Regions from separate parts of the Sus scrofa genome. Here all the other regions are linked to region 3. A link is a contact called in public Hi-C data. All regions are on one chromosome and are shown on one strand. The core of a region is the stretch at or near the end of the contact, and the rest is flanking DNA. Distances in the headings are between cores, read along the strand shown. Region 1 has its middle 250 kb from the start of IRS1. Region 2 has its middle 190 kb from the start of IRS1. Region 3 has its middle 430 kb from the start of IRS1.

Region 1 (2,700 bases), core at 37-2,536, 180 kb before region 3:
AAAAAATATTCCCACACTTTCCTCTGCACAATGACTCCACTTCGATTAAATAAAACCTCCCTTGATTTCTGAAACAAACTTTTGTTTAGTGTCCTTGCAATGGATTCCATTGCTCTCAAACTTTCCCAACACACTTTCCCTAGTGCTATGCTAGCATTTTCAAGTATGATTCTCATTCTGTGTGGATGTTCAGGGGTGTAATTACTTTTGTTGGCGACACAGGGGACATGCAGAAGTTTCTGGGCCAGGGATAGAGCCTGAGCCACACAGTGACATTGTGGGATACTTAACCTGCTGAGCCATATGGGAACTCTAAGCATTGTAATTTTTGCACAGCTTCAGTTCTGTACCTGGCACATCACAAGCGCTCAGGGATTGTTTATCCTTTCCCGTTTCTGCATCTTTCCTAAAGCCCAAACACCTTAGCCTGTTTTTGAAGATGGATGCTCAATCTGTTTAAAATCTCTCTACCATACTAGTTTTTCTTTCTATTTTTGCATTCCTTACCCTAGAAAATCTGCTCACCACCTTAGCACACTTTCCTCTTACGCTGCTTTTCTCGAGCAGGTGGCTCCTTCCAGCTTGTCTTCCTCCTCATCTTTGTGGATGTGACTCTCTTCTGTTCTGTGCACCTGACTTCAGTGCCACCTCCCCAAAGAAAACTTCTCTTATCTTCTAAACAAATGTGAGGCATATCTTCTGATAACCAGTTAGAATTTTTTTTTCACTATGGTGGAACTTGGCACATTTTGCCTTTGCTTCTATTAGAACATCTAAGTTTTCTAAGGCTGAGGATTATTCTTAAAAACTTCGGAAATCTGAACATGCCTGGCACAGTTCTTTAAAATGTTAGGTGTTCACTATTTGCTGCCCAACTGTATGAAAACCAGAGGTGACAAGATGTTTCTGTAGAGACCAACCTGATAAGAATTGTGGTCCTGCTGTGGGATTCAGGTCTCATCCCAGTGATGGGAGAGATGTTATTGGCAAAAAATTAGAGATCACTAAAAAGGTAAATCTTTCTTGCAAATACTTCAAGACCCTCTATTTTTCTCCTCCCAAATACTTTCCTTATTAGCTATGCATTTGGAAAACTTTAAATGTATTGTATTCTCATCTCTGTGTATATATTTTCCTCCTTCTTTGTGAAGTTCACATTCAGAATTTTAGAGAGATGGGCTGGCAGTGGGAGAAGTTTCTTCCTGCAGGAAGGTTTGACATTGACCTTGCAATATTCCTGGTTGACACGTGCTTAAAGATAGCAGTGTTTCTAACCACTGAACACGTGTCTGCTGTCCATTTGCTAAAAATACTCCTGACTTTTCTATTAGTCAGAGGCCTATTTTAAACTTTCTGGTTTTTATTGAAATGAAGTTTCTCTGTTTAGCAGATCAATGTTCAATGTCCGGCGCAATCAGTTTGTTGTATTTTTGTCCAAAGTTGGTGCAAGTTAGTCTCTGTATCATGAGGCTTTTAAAAATTTCTTGGCTTCTCATCGATTACACATTTTCAAAGATCAAACAGCATTTTTTTGTATTAAAAAAAAAGAGGCAAGCATAGCCAGACTTTTGGAAAGCTCTGGGACAATTTACTTGACCTTGTTACACCCTTAATAGTGATATGCTGCCATTAAGATGTTACAGTATGCTTTAACTATTTCCATTATGACCTAATACATTACTAATTATTTATCCTTAATCCAGGACATGATTTTGTTATCTATCAGTTTAAATAAGAGTAGAGAGTAAGAATGTCAAAATTATCTCACCAGATCAAATAATTATTAAAAGACCATCAGAGGGTAAGAATGAAGTTACTTATATGTGCCTGAGTTTGTGATAAGCAGGGAATAGGGTTGAGTAAGGGGGTAACAACAACAAAAAAAAGCTTTGTTATTTGGCTTTAGTCATTTCTAGCCATATGAACTTTTCAGGTACCTACAGAGAAATTTACATGCACTTGCTCTTTTTCCTGGCGAAGTAGGTATTTCTAGTCTGATGAGAAGAATGACATATGAGAACTTTGCAGATTTGAACAACTTTTCGAGATTTCTAATCCACTTTTACAGGTAGTAATTTTTTCAAGCTTCAGACTCTTGGAAATTTCCCTCCCCCAAAGAATGTAACCATACTACTAAAATGGCCATTTTCTCCTTAAGTACAAACCAGTCTGTAGACTGTGGTACTAGAGACAGTTTGGTTATTTTCCCTCTGTTAATTAACACATAGAAATCAATTAGGTTTGCTTCTGTAATTTTCATTTAAAATAGAGCATTAAATTTAACAGATGATCAATCTCATTACTTTCACTAAGAGCTTTCTTGTAGCTAGTAGCTGGCCACCTGCTTGCGAGCATTTTTAGATGGAGTCTCATGCGTCTGTTTCCAAAAGCAGATCCCAACACCATCTGTATCTGAATCACCTGAGATGCTCATTAAGGATGCACGTCACTGGTCCTCAGGAAGGTCTACTGAGTATGACCAGGGAATATTAACCTCAATGAGCACTCTTAGTGATTCTGATGTACAGCAGTGTTTGAGAAATAACAGATGAGATGCTTTCAGGCAACCAAGATAGATTCACATGACAATGAACTTTGGTGATCAAATCATCAATGTCAATGTCAATAAGTAGGATTAGCCAAGCACTCATGTGTATATAAGGTCAGAATATGCTTAGTCTTGGCATAAGTAGAGGGAAA
Region 2 (2,700 bases), core at 39-2,538, 240 kb before region 3:
TTCAGGACTTTCTGTCTCCTCATTCGGTGAAGAGAATGAGAGTATTTTGTTTGTAGGAAGACAGGTGGATCTTGGCAGGCAGAAATGCAGAGTTGCTTTTATTGTTGTATGGAAGTTCTAGCAACGGTAGAAGACTAGAAGACGTACATGGCTGTGGGATCCAAAGGTGAGGATGCTACCAGATTTTAGCTATGGTCTCTTGGCTCTCGACCCACAGTTTTAAACTCTATGGAGTGGTGCTGGGGTAGACTGTACAAGCCTTCTTTCTGCTTTGCTAGCTGGCTCCCCATGGTGCTGCTTACTGGGAATACCCAAGAGAGGTTGCAAGACTGGAGGAAAAAGAAGGGAATGCTTCTTCTTGTATGTTTCTAGTTCCTGCAAGGGGGACCTTAGCGATGGTTTTTAATTTCAGAAATGGCAAGGTTTTCCTATAGCAGCAGGTAAGCACATCTTGCAGGTTTTCCAACAATGTGGAACCAACCTCCTTTACGCCTTAGGAATAAGAGTGCTTGATGGGTCATGACTTTTCCTCAGAGGTCTGGGTCCCTTCTATAAGGCTCCTTGCCAAGATCCTAGAAGTTTAATAATTTTATTTCAGAATCCCAGACCTTGTTCTCTCAGCCCTCCCTGCTTTCTGTGGTCGCAACCTCTGTGATACTTTAGTGTTCTCTTTCTGGCTGTTCATTTATGTAGGTAGATGAAGAGTATCAAGGAGATGAGATTCATTTGAAAATATGAGTATCATCTTTTGGGTCTCTCAGTTTCCATAGCTGCAAAGGAGCCAGCTCCCTGTAATGTTACCAATAAACATCTCGTCTCGAGACAGAGGTGATTGATACATTTTTTGGTTGAAGTCATTGCTTATCTACTTCACTTTTGTACTAAACTCTCTCTGCTCAAGTAGCCTTGAGTTAACTATCTCCTGATCAGACCCCAACTGATACAGTGGTTAGTAAGACTCCTCTTGGTAGAGACAGATCAGTCTTGGACAGAGCAATCCCCAATTCTGGTCCCACGACCTATGATTAAATAACTCTGAGTGCACAGATGAGTGACATGGTGTTTTTGTAGAGTCCTCTGGAATAAATGAGGAGAATGGCATGTGCTCTGGCCTGTCCATAAGGTTGGGGTGGGAACTGAATACAATACAGTAGTGTATAGGGCTATGCGAGGTCAGTTGAAGGGAGCCATACCTGTTTCCGGGGTGATGATCACAACACCTGAAGACAGTCAAAAGAAGGACTCGGCCTCGTGTATCTCACTAAGAGAGGTTTATTGGTAACTTTTCAGGTAGCTGGCTCCTTTGCAGCTGATGGAAACTGGAGAGGACCAAGAGGTCCCTACATGAGTCTCAGTGCTTTTTTTAGATAGAAAATCTCTACTCAGGTTTCCAAATGAATCTCATCTCTTCCCAATTGCTACTTCCAAATGTTACCCATGTTCTATTTTAGTCTTGCCCAGTTATGAGAAAAATGTCAACATTATTATTATTATTGTTGCTATTTCGCTTTTCTATTTTAGATCAGATTTGGTCCTCTTATGCTATAAAGCATGCTGGATTTTCTTGCTCTAGAGCCTGGACTCTAGAATTCCATTTCTGCTTCTTACTAACTTTAAGCCAGTTATTTTACCCTTCCTGTTCTCAATTCCCTCATCTGCTAGTTGGAAAATGTTTTGTACTATCTGTCTCACAGGGTTTTTATATCTCACATAAAAGTGCTTTGTAAATTCAAAAATGTTGTAAGGGATATTACTATTATTTTTGGTAGCGTTTGTGGTAGTAGGAATTTAGAATTGTTTAAAAAGGATCCTGTAAGCAGTGTCTGGAAATAGCACCTTATAAATTAGCATTAAAATTTGCTGTTTTAAATGCTTTCCATTGATGCACATTAAATATATGCTGGTAAAATACACAATATTGAATTTCAACAAAGCATCAGTTTCTGGAATAAGATCACACACTTCAGCATATTTCCAGGCAGTTCTGATCTCATGAGTTTGTCCTAAGATGGCAACCATTTGCTCGTGTCTGAAAGAGTGATTACATAGAAGAAACACACATTGTGAAAGGAAAGAGTGACAAACGAAGACTCAAAGATTCCAGAACCAGAACAACTGATTCCAAGGTTTTAACTATCAGCGACATACACTCTCGAAGCAACAGGCATGATCGAGCTGTTGAACAGTAGTAAGGAAAATACCACAGACCAAATTATTTCTCTGATAGTCTCCAAAATAAATATCCACCAACCAAGGCTTTCTTGCCGTTAATGTTTTTCTTTTGGCTACTGTTTTAAGCTACTCCCAGGCACAAGAGAAAAATAGAGATGGAGTCTGCAGAATTCATGCTAAGAAGCGGTAAAGGCTCATTACGTACGTATTAATTCATACAAGATCAGCTATGTCTGACTTGCGTCGGCTGTCTATATTGATTGGACTCATTGTATAATTGCTAACCATTTGAATGATGGAAGGCACAGTGCTCTTAAGCAGCAAGAGACACAAATTGCCTGTATGTATGTGTTGCTTTCCTTTCCACTGTAAAACTAATCTGACTTAATAAGACAATCGAACCGACGCCTGCCAAAATAACACAAATGAAATGCTTAACAGTTATTGAGACTTGGAATCATATAACAGGCTGTTGCGTGATTGAAAGGGCATGTGTTCGTACACAGAAATGAAGGCAAATCGCTGGTC
Region 3 (2,700 bases), core at 86-2,585:
AAATGGGGACAAAGATGCACTGGGTAGACAGGAAATTTTTAAATAAGTACTTATGAAAAAACTACTTTAGGAAAAGCAAGGGGTTTTTTTTCTGTAAAATATTTTATTATTTTATCAATATAAATTTTGATAACACATAATCCTACATAAACAGAAGTAAAAAGGAAACAAAATTTCCTTTCCCCTCTCCAGTGAAAAGCCTTCTACTTGGTACCTACTTCGTTTAGGATGCCACAAAATGATGGTGTGTCAATGTCCCAAATTACTCTGGACAGAACTGAGATGAAAGCCTGGACAAGTATCAGAGATAACATCACCAGCAGGATAACTTTATATTATAACCAAGTGTCCTCACTTCCTTATACATTATGTTTTCATAAGAATTCTTTTTTCTTTTTTCTTTTTTTTCATTTTACAGCCACACCTGTGGAATATGGAAGTACCCAGGCTAAAGATCTAATGGGAGCTGCAGTTGAGACCTACCCCACAGCTACAGCAATGCGGGACCAGAATCGCATCTGCAACCTAGCTGCAGCTTGCAGGAATGCTGAACCCTTTATCCATGGAGGAAGGCCAGGCATCGAACCTGCATCCTCATGGATACTATGTCAGGTTCTTAACCCAGTGAGCCACGAGAGGAACTCCTCATTAGAATTATTAATAGAAATAACAATTGAAGGCGATGACTGCCAAGCTGCTGTCTTCAAGAACACCTGGTCTTGGATTCTGTCATGGATCTGACATTTACAGCATTGCTCACAGCACACGTTCATCCATTCCACTAGTTTACATTTCTAGAGCATATTTAGTGTCATAAGGATCTTTCATGTGCATCATGATATTTTACAGCTTTGGAGTACTTTAGCACTTATGAAACATTCTGCTTCATGATGGAATTTGAGTTTTACAACAATCTTGGTGTTTTAAAGAGGGGGCCCACTGAAGACCTGTGATTTCAGCCCATGGTCACAGGTAAGAGATAATCCAGTCTTCTAATGAGACTTCATTTGAATCCAGGGCTTCTGATTTCTTTTCTCATGGAAAACCACCAACCTGTACCCAAACAAACAAACAAACAAACATACAAACAAACAAAAAACCTTGCAGGTTTGTTCAAAGAGGGGACAGTGAGCAGAATCTGAAAAGAAGAGAAGTCATGACGTAAAAGCCCTCCACACTTGGTGCAGCCCTTACTTAGGGTAGTCGTGTTGCCCTTTTCCGAATTAAGTTATTCCAGCTACATGAAATGCAACAAGATGACACCAGCAGGGCATTGACTTGATTTAGAACTGAGCCGCACACCTGTTCTTCTAAATATAAACAAATTTGCAACCTGAACCATTGGCAGTTGCTGGAGGGTAAGCAAATGGAAGCCTGGGCTGGTGCCTGCCTGCAGCCTGGCTCTGGACTTACCAATGCACAAGGGCCAAGTAAGCATCATGCCAGGCAGAATAGCTGGTATGGCAATCTGGTGGTCACAGTGACCTTTTATCTCACCAGGGAGATTATAATTATTAGCTTTATTATCCTTATTGTTATTTTTAAATGTGCTTAGTTTGCTCTTGCGGCTCAGCTTGTACCCAGCTTGTTGAGCATTCCGGGTCCTCTTGGTTTCTATGTGTGAAAGTTTCCTAACTTGCTGTGTTTGGAGAAAGCTCATCCTAAAAGAAATTGTTTGCTACACTCCAGAACATAAAATTAAATCTATAATGTATTTTCATTTTCTGTGTGAAACTCTGTCCAGGTTCTAGAGTTCCTGGCTATTCAAAGTATGTGATGACTTCTTGATACTACGATGTCTCTTTCCATTCTCACTCAGAGGGAAAGAAACCACACGGGGGTCCTTGGAAACATTCCACATTATCTTTAACTGATGGGATACTCCAGAGGTGATGCAAATGTAAGTAGCCCCGTGGCAGGCATGCTATGGTGAGGATGACGGAGTTGTACAAACTTGAGAGACTTGATTGATCTGATTGGCCAAAGCTCTTAATATGGTCAGATTATGATAATCAGTTGGTTCTCAAAGCTATTTATTTATAGAATGAGCAGAGAAGTCTCTCAATTTTCTTTCAAAATAATTGTTGGAGTTCCTGTCATGGCTAAGTGAAAAAGAATCTGACTAGCATCCATAAGGACGCAGGTTCAATCCCTGGCCTTGCTCAGTGGGTTAAGGATCCAGCATTGCCATGAGCTGTGGTATAGGTCACAGACACTGCTTGGATCTGGCGTTGCTGTGGCTGTGGTATAGGCTGGCAGCTGCAGCTCCAATTCGACTCACAGCCTGGGCACCTCCATGTGCCGGGGGTGTGGCCCTAAGAAGACCAAAAAAAAAAAAAAAATTCCTATGCAATTGCAAAAAATTTGCATGTTGAAAATTTTGAATAGGCATAAAAGCACCTCAAAATAAAACCATTGCCATCTTTTGATTTGCTTATATGTTCCCCCAATGCCAACCTGGTAATTTGATGAATTCTACTAAAATATCTCCTAGCGTGAATAAATATATTGAATTCTTGGGGTAAATCCTAATTGTGTACGGTGAGGTGTTACATATTTAGATGTAGAGATCAATGTATAAATGTAGATTGATCTAGCTGAGATGGTGACAGAGCTGTAATTCAATTCTCCCTTTGAGAGAACCTACAAAGAGTCATTGGCAGACAGCCTCAGCTGCTGCTATTTGGATTGACCTTACCG

The links. Hi-C and Micro-C count contacts between places; a contact is called where the count stands out from the background.
Region 1: a contact with region 3 is called in a Hi-C map of skeletal muscle, with 2.8 times the contacts expected there. The contact joins two enhancer-like sites. A contact is called at or near these places in 2 of 47 Hi-C or Micro-C datasets (heart right ventricle and skeletal muscle).
Region 2: a contact with region 3 is called in a Hi-C map of skeletal muscle, with 10 times the contacts expected there. The contact joins two enhancer-like sites. A contact is called at or near these places in 3 of 47 Hi-C or Micro-C datasets (psoas muscle and skeletal muscle) and 1 of 2 datasets of contacts at active chromatin or transcription factors (skeletal muscle).

What each region holds. Positions count from the first base shown.
Region 1 is chr15:128,054,672-128,057,371 of Sscrofa11.1, reverse strand. No RefSeq gene overlaps it. Among named protein-coding and RNA genes, the nearest start is that of IRS1, 250 kb to the left of the region's middle. Within about 2 kb of position 1,286, at least 2 of the 83 cell types and tissues checked have an H3K27ac peak or open chromatin away from gene starts, as enhancers often do. A contact at or near this core is called in skeletal muscle, where this site is marked.
Region 2 is chr15:128,113,754-128,116,453 of Sscrofa11.1, reverse strand. No RefSeq gene overlaps it. Among named protein-coding and RNA genes, the nearest start is that of IRS1, 190 kb to the left of the region's middle. Within about 2 kb of position 1,288, at least 2 of the 83 cell types and tissues checked have an H3K27ac peak or open chromatin away from gene starts, as enhancers often do. A contact at or near this core is called in skeletal muscle, where this site is marked.
Region 3 is chr15:127,878,571-127,881,270 of Sscrofa11.1, reverse strand. No RefSeq gene overlaps it. Among named protein-coding and RNA genes, the nearest start is that of IRS1, 430 kb to the left of the region's middle. Within about 2 kb of position 1,335, at least 3 of the 83 cell types and tissues checked have an H3K27ac peak or open chromatin away from gene starts, as enhancers often do. A contact at or near this core is called in skeletal muscle, where this site is marked.